Regions from separate parts of the Sus scrofa genome. Here region 2 is linked to region 1. Evidence: chromatin contacts called from public HiChIP or PLAC-seq data. All regions are on one chromosome and are shown on one strand. Each heading gives the region's core, a stretch centred on a gene start, on an enhancer-like site or on the middle of the called end of the contact. The rest is flanking DNA. Distances are from core to core; before and after follow the strand shown.

Region 1 (5,036 bases), core at 1,301-3,800:
CCCACTCCCTCTCAGCAGAGATTCCAGAAACTACCCCCAGTCAACGGGGCTCAGCGTGTACGTCTTCATGGCTCCATGTCCTAAACCCTAAAGAGTTACTCAACGTCCACAGTAAGTTACCTTTTCAGAAACCAAAGGGAACTTGCAACGCCCTGCACTGCTTGCCAATTATTTGCTGAGAAATGCCCTACCATCCTCCTTGAAGACACTTCACCACTGAAAACACTTTGAGAAAACTTCAGGAAGTAATTTCTAGGAAATATTCTTGGCTTATGGAGTTGAGTATATCTCTAATTTTAATTATAATTGATGTATTATAAGAACATGATATTAATTCTTCCTCATGTGAATAAAGCTTGAAAAACAAAAGTGGACCAAGAGCTTGAGAATCTTGCCCTCTGTTAGAAGGGTTTCTGGAAACTTTCCTGACCTGGAACATCTCACTGCAATGAGAACAAGCAGACTGACCTCATTTCAGGACTCACTAGCATACTTCCAGCAAAGGTACACTACTAGATCCTCAGAGAAAAAATGCATTTTTCAAAATATAATAGCTATCAAAGGAATGCTTTCTCTCTTCAAGGATAAATTCTGATTATTTTGCCATGGCTCCCCAGAAACACAACAATCCATCCAATAGATCCTGGTCAAATTACTCCTTTATTACTTATAATAAAAGAGAGTTTCTACATGAGTCGTCTGTAAATAACAAAATTCTGAGACTATGTAAAGGTGAGAAAGACATCTGTCTTTTAGATTTTATTATTACTATTTTGACAGAATGCATTTTTAATTGCCATTTTTCCATTTACATAACAAACAAAGATTCAATGTCAAAAACTATAAAAGAGAGAGAGAGGGAAGAAGGGGAGGAAAGAGAGAAAAAAATGTAAAGAGAAAGTTAAAATTGCCTGTTATCCCACAATCTTTGAAAAATCCCATTAATAGTACTTACATGCAGATATTTTTAATCCAAATTGATAATCAGAACATATAATTCTGTTTTATACCTGCTAAAAAGGCCCATTCTTTTAGCATTTCCCTGCCTGTAAGCATATTTCATCTCTGGGCTCAGATTTTTTGAGGTTGAGAAGCTTCCTTCTCACCTAATTGAATCCTTCAAGCTCTAAAACCATAAAACTGAGACATGGCTTTTAAGACTCAGGTTTGTGTTCTTTGAATTTTCCACTGGAAATAAAGATATATTTTTATTTGGATCGGGACTTGAGAACTTGAATCAGAACCAAGGAAACATCCAGGGTCGTCTGTCTCCAGTTTACTTTTTTAAGCATTGCCATTTGATTCTTTTCTCTCCTCAACCTATCACTCTGTATAAGATGAGCACTGTTTCAGCATTTCTCTGAAGCAGAATGATGCCATTGCCTGGAGCCAAGTGAGAGTGCCCTGATGTTTAAGTCAGTGTTGTTATAACAATGAGCATGCAAGCGGAGGAGAATGATGGAAGAGACTACCCTTTACCATGTCTTCTAGTGTTTTTTAACCTATTGGCCCACCTGCGGGAAGGATGGGACTTGAGGAATTATGTTTGTTTACACTAACAACTGTTCTAACGCTTCAGCAGAGGAACGTTTGGAAAGGTTCTCCTTCCCTTTGGAATGTTGGCCAGTCCTGCATCCTTCCCTCCACATGGTACAAAATGTGAACTGCCCACTAACTAGGCTTTTTAGGATCCCTGTATTTCCAGAGCAGTGGCAATGGTCTTCTGTTCTCCTTGACCAGAAGCCATGTGACCGATATTCAAAGGGAATTTCCTCTTTTAGGAAAACACATCTATCTGTGGGACAGTTAAAGAAGGAGGAGCTGGGTGAGTAAGCTTCCACTGATACAAGTTCCGATGCAGCTAGGATGCATGTCCCACGTGAATGGGCAGGGTTAGTGTTCTCCTCATGCTAAAAACCCAATGACAAAGACAACCAGAGGACAGTTCTGGCAATGTTTCCATGAGAGCATGTGAAGCCCTGTAACACCAGACTGGAGGAAAAGAACTGTCAAACCCTGGAGAAAACCACAGGGATTCCTAAAGCTTTTAGCAGGACCCAAAAAAAATTTTTTAAAGGATTAAATCCACCAACCTGTTAAATGAGCTATTCCTCTTATGGGCTGCAATTCATAATTGTTATCCTATTTCTTGGGAATCAGAAACAGATCCTGGTAGCAACCCAGTTAAAACTGAGGAGAAGTAAAATTAAAATGTTGTATCTGGTTTATCTTTTTTTAAGTGAGCAATGAAACAACTGCAAGGCATATACTGCATACTTCACGTCTTGGATCAACAAGGGAGCCACGCCAAATGTCAGATTAAATATTCCACAGCTGAAGTGTTTGCATAACTTTTTGGTGGCTACCATTTAAAGAAAGAAAAACAGTGATGGGCCTTTAAAAAAATATTCCCTTAACTTGACATGCTCACAGTGTACTGCCAGCAATTGCTCTCGACTTGGAAGGCGAAGCCATGCATATCTTGTCCCTGGAGCGACAGTGCCAGCTGGCAAGCGTGTCCCTGTGTTTCCATTCGCCCCAGGAGTGTGAAGCCCCACTGTGCGCCCTGAAGGCCACAGCTGCACGGCTGTATTGTTTAACCATCACTGCTTTGGCTAAGAAGCAAGTCATTTCAATAAGGAATTTCCTGGTTCCTGAAGTGTCTGTCATGTTTCAACAATGAGTTTGCAATGGCTGCGTGTGTTTTCAGTTTGGGTTGGCTCTGTGGGTCTGCCCAGGAAACTGGAGACAGGTCTTTTATTGAAACTAAATAATAAGTCTGAACAAATCAGCTTTATTGTCGTTGGCTCTGGCATGGTCTGGATTAATTTTAGCTTTATATTTCTAAAGGGTTGCTCAAGAGGTGACACTCTTCCATCTCAGGTTATTCAAGGGAAGAGAAGGAACTAACATATTTTACATGCCTACTCAGTGTCAGGTGCTATTCATGCATGATCTTAGGGACTTTTCCTAACCATCTAAGGAACTAGTTCTTTCTCTATTCATTTTACCAATGAGGAAACAGAGGAACTAAGAGGATCATTCACTTGCCAAAGATCATCCAATTAAAATCATAGGTTCTGAAGTCCAATTGCTGTGTTTCATCCCAGATCTGCCACTTACTTTCTTTGACCTTGGGCAAGTCAATTCACTTCTCTGTTCCAACATTCTTCTTTGGAAAATGAGAATAAGAATGGGGATCTTCCACTGAGGATTAAAGAGAATAATGTGTGTAAAGTGATCTCTACATGAGATGGTCAATACATTCAGCCTATATTACCTTACAGGGTAGAGACTGCAACCCAGTGAGGCTCCTTTCCAAGCTGGTGGTATTGCCACCTTCTCACCAGTCTCAGTCAATGCCACTCTTATGCATGGGGAAGGTTTAAGTTAGCACTGATATTCAGGATTCAAAGCTGAAGATGAATCAACATCCTTGTTTTAAAATTATTTTCTCTATTGAGGCAAATAGGACTTGTAGCTCTGGCTCAGGCTCCTAAAAAAAAAGATCTTTCTGAAAAAGGGATCAGAAAGACAGGAGAAATGATGGGAGGAGCACAGGCTGGAGGGATCTTTTGTCTCATTGTCCAGGTAAGTGGCTTGGATTGAGAACTAAAAACTGAAAAGTTCCCATGTTTCCTCCTGACAGCTGATGTCTAGTCTATTCACTGCATTAAAAAGCAGAGCTAAGCTGGTGATGCTATAGCCCAAATTAATCATCACAGAGCCTTCAGCCTGGTGCTCAAACCCCGCCTGGTTGCTTCCTGTGTGCCAGGCTCTTTGCTGGGCCCTGGAATGTAAAGATGGGTAAGACAAGTCCTACCCATCTTTGCAGAGCCCAGACAAGTGATCAAATGATCCTAAACAACACAGGGACCTTTTTTCCAATGAAGCTGTTTAAATTCTGGATCCTCTGAAATCCATTAGAAAGGAAACTTGTGTAGTGCATTAGCTGTCTCATAACTAGGAATTTTTGAAGCTTTGTGAAGAGGCTTAGGTAACTTTATTTAATAATCCTCAATAATAAAGCAAAATCCACAAATAGGAGGGAGGCCCATACTGCAACCAACTCAGTTAATCACTTGGAAGTTTTTCCAGTCTCGCTAGGATTTCTCGGGCATCAGTTGCCGCAGTAACCACCTCCAGGCACTTGGAATCAAGAGACCCTAATATGAGTTTCAGCCTCGCCACTTACAAGCTGTTTGATTTTAGCTAAAATCATTCAACCTGTCTGAGCTATTATTTTTTATCTGTAAAATGGGGAAGATAAATAATATTCAGGCTATAGGTTTATGATCAAAGAGTAAACAGATTAATGTCTTTGAAAGCCCCTTTTATGAACTAAAGAGTTGTAAATACTTATTCTTGTTACTTCCATTCATACTCTCTCTTCCATTCACTTGGGTATATTGTGCATAGTGTGACATTTAGATTATAAGTTTATATAGCTTTTATCAACATTTTATACAGCTTTTAACTTTATAGTTTGACATTTGTGAATATTTCAATAGAGTGTGGAAAATGATAGCATCAGTGAACAATATTTCAGTACCACCTTCAACAGATAAAAAAGAGTACCACCTTCAACAGATAATAATTTTAAACAATTATTTGTGAATTATTTACTTTATGTTAGATATTGTGCTAAATGCTCTGTGTATGTATATGTGTGTAAAATCCCAAACATCCCATTCTCACAACAAATTTATTAGGATATTATTATTTCCACATTACAAATAAAGAAACTGTGGTTCCAAAAGCCTAAGCAACATCTTCAAGGTCAGAAATCTAGTAACCAGTTGAACTGGGATGTGAACTGCTATCTGCCTAACTCCAAAGTACAGGTTCTTAACTACAGTCTATCCTGTGCCTGAAGATGATAAAAATAATCTGAAATGGAAAGGAATGGCTAATAAAAATGTCCTTTTATTTTGTTTGTAGAAAATGGAAATGTGATCATTTATGATTTTCTTTGAGGAGTGGATAATAATTATAAATATGTACCTATGGATAAAAACTGATGAGATATGATCTAA
Region 2 (5,036 bases), core at 705-3,204, 400 kb before region 1:
TGACTAGATATACTTCCCAGTGCTATACAGCAGGATCTCATGGTTTATCCATTCCAAAGGCAATAGTTTTTATCTATTAACCCCAGATTCCCAGTCCATCCCACTCCTTCCCCCTTGGCAACCACACATCTGTTTTCCAGGTCCATGAGTTTCTTTTCTGTGGAAAGGTTCATTTGTGCTGTATATTAGATTCCAGATATGTGATATCATATGGTATTTATCTTTTTCTTTCTGACTTACTTCACTTAGTATGAGAGTCTCTAGTTCCATCCATGTTGCTGCAAATGACATTATTTTATTCTTTTTTATGGCTGAGTAATAGTCCATTGTTTTTATATACCACATCTTCTTAATCCATTCATCTGTTGATGGACATTTAGATTATTTCCATATATTAGCTATTGTGACTAGTGCTACAATGAACATACTGGTGCATGTGTCTTTTTCAAGGAAAGTTTTGTCCAGATATATGCTCAAGAGTGGGGTTGCTGGGTGATATGGTAGTTCTATATATAGTTTTCTGAGGTACTTCCATACTATTTTCCATAGTGGTTGTACAAATTTACGTTCCCACCAACAGTGCAGGAGGGTTAAGAAGATTCTGAATAGGATGCTCCTCTCCTCTCTACCCAGGGCCCTCCAGACTAAGACTCCACCATGAGCACCTTTCACCTTGCACTTCCCCGACCCTGCTTCCCTTGTCCAGGACTACCAACAGGATGCTGGACCAGGCTGAGCTGGACAGCCATAGCCAGGTAGCCAGTTGGATCCCTCTCCAGTGATAACAAAGGTCTGGAGTCTCAGAGGGCTTTTCCTAGGACAAGACGTACCTCCAGATCAAGAAATTATTTCAGCTGTGGCATGATCAACAAGTTCTGGAGCGGAAGGAAACCTTTCTAAACCACAAATAACAAAAAACATCTATCTATTATGTCAGAAGACAAAGTTGTCTTTCTATTCTCTGTACATAAAATGGCATTGTAAAATTTTTACCATGTGAAAAAAGATCAATGAGTATAACGCCAAAAATATAGGGAAAAGATGTATTACATAGATGGGTCAGCACTTAAGTTGTAATTGTAGCAAAAATTGTTAATTAAAACTAATGATGATAATGCTATTTTTCTGGATGCTTTCTAGAATTTGTAATTTTTTATGCTTTGATTTTTTTCATTTGAAATCAATTTGTACCTTGAACCTAGTTTCATATTCTCTTTCATAAAGAGGGTTCCACATTTGAGAAGCTTCAGGCCTCATAAATTTTGGGATCTACCCTGACAGAGGTCTTTTTCTCTGAAGAGGCAGGAGAAAGAACTTAAGAAATCACTAAAATCACAAGAGACTGGTTTCCACAGTTTTTCTTCTCTCCATTAAACCTTCACCTTCTCATATTTGGTTGTGCATTTATTAAAAAAGTTTAGTAGAGCCAATAAGGAGTAATCAAAATATCCAAATTCAAAAGACCCAACTGAGCCAACCTCACTCAAAAATCAAGGGCCCAACTCTGTCTTCCTAATTTGGAAGAAGACAAACTTGCCTGGATTGGTTTTTGGAATAGGAATTACTTGAGAAGTGCAGAGTTCCAGAAATTGAAGAGCGTATCATTTTGTCAGTACACTTCTTTTAAAACGAGTTATTAATACAGAGGCAGCCACTATCAAATGTCTTCCTACAACACATCAACCGTTATTTTCCATCTATTCAGGAGGGACTGGCAAGGCTGAGAGCCAATGAAGGAAAAAGAAATGACTGCCCATTTTGTTGCACCGAAACCAAAGGACTCTTGATTTATCAGGACGTCTGGCACACTCTTTTTCAGGGGTGGGGGGAGGAATGGGTGGTGGAAATTAAGGGTTGTAAATTTTATAAATCAAGCCCTCTAAAGTAGGCCAATTGGTCAGCTGCAAACTTGGCAGCATCACGAAGCATGTGTGCTGGGGCAGCTTCAGAACACAATGTTCTGGTTCACTCTGCGAGCAAAGGGAAGTGGAATAAGGGCTCAACCCAGGACAGAGGGAGGACTCAGCACAGACATGCAAGAGGCTGAGAGACAAAGGAACACTAAGGAATAAAGGCAATGTCCTTGGACTGCTGACCACAAAGACGTGTGTGTGTGTGTGTGTGTGTGTGTGTGTGTGTGAGAGAGAGAGAGAGAGAGAGAGAGAGAGAAAGGAGAGAGAAAGACTGATTAGAGCCTTCAAAAGAGGTGCTGTGGTTCTGATGTTTACTGAAACTAAATTCTGGAAAATTCAGAGAAGTTGTAGGATTAATGATTGATTAGAAAGTAAAAACTGAATACTTTGGGCAAGAGTAATGGTGAAATTTTGCAAAAGTACTTGGGAATAATGTTGAGTCTATAAACTTTGAACCATAACGATGTGTGGAATGAAGAGAAAAAGAATATTTAAAAAAAAAAAAAGGATAGCCTGAAACATAGATTTTTAGATCCAAATTTAATCAGGACCTGGCAGGGCTTTTTCAAAAGCAAATTTACATTTCATATTATTTCAATAATTACTTGGTTGCTAATGAATATAATAATAATGTGTGATATATAAAAATAACTTAAAATAGTTGGCATATTTGGGCAACCAGCCCCCTCAGATATTTTCAAATAGTTTATAAGAAAGTTAACGGAATATTTAGAGTGAAAAAAAGAAGAAATAGTGTTAACAGTTTAAGAAAAGGAGCCAGTAGTAAATTATACTTTAATTTATAAAACATTCTGTGAAATGGTCCTGACTGCTTATAACCTTGAGATTTTTATTTTCATTCTAGTGATTTAGAATTGTGTCATGGTGATATTCCACTCACCAGAATCACTTGCAATTGATAGCATGCGATGAGCAAGTTCAATGTGTTTTTCTTCAAATATCCAGTACTGTCATAAGCTTGAAAGGATAGAGAGCAAACGTGATAATTGCTAAATTCCAAATGTACACTATCATTAAAATTTTTTAAATTGAAAATAATTGCCGAAGGAATGTCACTGTCTTTGATTTACAGGAGAGAAGTTCAAGTTTAAATGAAAAATGATTTTTACTTAAGAGCATCTCTTTCTCCTCTAACACAGGGAAGAAAAAAAAAAAAAAAAAGGATACCTTATGCATCAGTGTAAAAAACCAGAGACCGCAGTGGCCAAGACTCAGCTGGTCTTTGTAAAGCGGTTTATAGCTTTCAGCTAAAATCTCTAAGTGAGAATTCTCATTCTCAGCTGCTGGCTCCCTGAGAGCTCTCTGTGGCCTCTGACCCCATTTCCATGGAGATAGAGGTGGGAAGGGTAAAAATAAATTAAAGGGGAAACTTTTTTTTTTGAAGGCAGCACTTCCAAATCCCCACTCCTCCAATACTAATGAGTGTCCAAGTTAAAACAACCACACATCAGTAACTGAAATTCCCTTTTTCTTCAGGGTTAAATGGATGAAAATAAGGTATTTGACTGTAAAGATACATTTGCATGAAAAAACAAACAAACAAACAAACCCCCGTTAGATACTGTTTAAGCTCCAAAATGAAGCTCAAAATGAAGGTAAAATTAAAACGGTTCTTGCCACTTAACAGTGAAAGAAAATCCTACCGTTTTCCAGGGTTTGGTTTTTGGCTGAGAGCTGTGATTGTTAAGGGTCAGGCTCTGTAGACTTCTATTAGGGGGGTGGGAGGGGTGGCTGGTGTTTCTCCAAACATCAGGAAGTTGGACTCTTCATCAGGAGAAATTTTTAAATTGATAGTTTTCCTTGCATCTATCAGTTAATCCATTGTTTTGCTGTAAGCTTCTGTTCCCGACCATCTAACTGAGGCTAATAAAAATAGATAGGAAGCTCCAACTGTTGATGTAACTACCAGCTCTACGGCCGGCTCCCAGCATCCATTCATTGAGTCATTACTTCATACCTGCTACTGGATGATATATTTTCTCAATTAACAACAGCCTCTTAGGAAAAAGCTTTTTTTAGGGAAAAATTGGAATATACACAAAGTCAGAGTAGTCTGATGATCCCGATGTGCTCATGACTCAATGACAGCAATCATTAATTCATGGTCACTCTTATCCTTGCCACCACATATTCCTCTATTATTATTATTATTTTTTTTTGGTCTTTTTTGTTGTTGTTGTTGTTGCTATTTCTTGGGCCGCTCCCGTGGCATATGGAGGTTCCCAGGCTAGGGGTTGAATTGGAGCTGTAGCCGCCGGCCTACGCCAGAGCCACAGCAACGTGGGATCCGAGCCGCGTCTGCAACCTACACCACAGCTCACGGCAACGCCGGATCGTTAACCCACTGAGCAAGGTCAGGGACCGAACCCGCAACCTCATGGTTCCTAGTCGGATTCGTTAACCACTGCGCCACGACAGGAACTCCATATTCCTCTATTATTAATGAAGCAAATACTAGATATTTTTATCTATGAATATTTTATTAATAAAATGTTAAGGACTCACTAAAAATAAACCTAATATTACCACACTGAAAAAATTAACCATCATTTTTTAATATCAACAAATATCAAGTCAGCGAGATGGCTTTTTGAATTTATTAGTATTGTTTTTGTTATATTATTATTACTCACATTTTATAGTTATAGAAACTGAGGGCAAGAGAAGTTTAAAATCCTGTGCAATATCTCACAGAAGTAGGAGAACCTACTTATAGGTTTAGGTACAGATGGACAAAAACTCATTTTCTTAGGATCACAAGGACTATAGCCAAACAAATACTAGCATTTTGTGTGTGTATACTTACTATGAAACTTTGCCCTACTTGTCTTATTTAATTCGCACAACCCAGTGAAGTAGATGCCATTATCTGCATTTTACAGGTGAGGAAGTGAAGGCAGGGAAGGTGGCACAACAGGCTGTAAGTGGTGTATCCAGTTAGGGGATACATTCACTCGCTCTCTCCGTCCTTTACTTACTACTTTTCTTTTTATATATCTTTATATTTATCAACTTACCCACCTACATATCCATTTATTTGAATAGATAATAAATTTGCAGGGCTCAAAACTCAAGGGGTATGGTACACGTGGAAAAATCTTT

Evidence for each region. HiChIP or PLAC-seq counts read pairs in DNA pulled down with a chosen protein or histone mark.
Region 2: a contact with region 1 is called in an H3K27ac HiChIP or PLAC-seq map of skeletal muscle, with 5 times the contacts expected there. The contact joins two enhancer-like sites. A contact is called at or near these places in 1 of 47 Hi-C or Micro-C datasets (heart right ventricle) and 1 of 2 datasets of contacts at active chromatin or transcription factors (skeletal muscle).

What each region holds. Positions count from the first base shown.
Region 1 is chr16:45,998,750-46,003,785 of Sscrofa11.1, reverse strand. No RefSeq gene overlaps it. Among named protein-coding and RNA genes, the nearest start is that of CD180, 410 kb to the right of the region's middle. Within about 2 kb of position 2,550, at least 16 of the 83 cell types and tissues checked have an H3K27ac peak or open chromatin away from gene starts, as enhancers often do. A contact at or near this core is called in skeletal muscle, where this site is marked.
Region 2 is chr16:46,393,864-46,398,899 of Sscrofa11.1, reverse strand. No RefSeq gene overlaps it. Among named protein-coding and RNA genes, the nearest start is that of PIK3R1, 38 kb to the left of the region's middle. Within about 2 kb of position 1,954, at least 32 of the 83 cell types and tissues checked have an H3K27ac peak or open chromatin away from gene starts, as enhancers often do. A contact at or near this core is called in skeletal muscle, where this site is marked.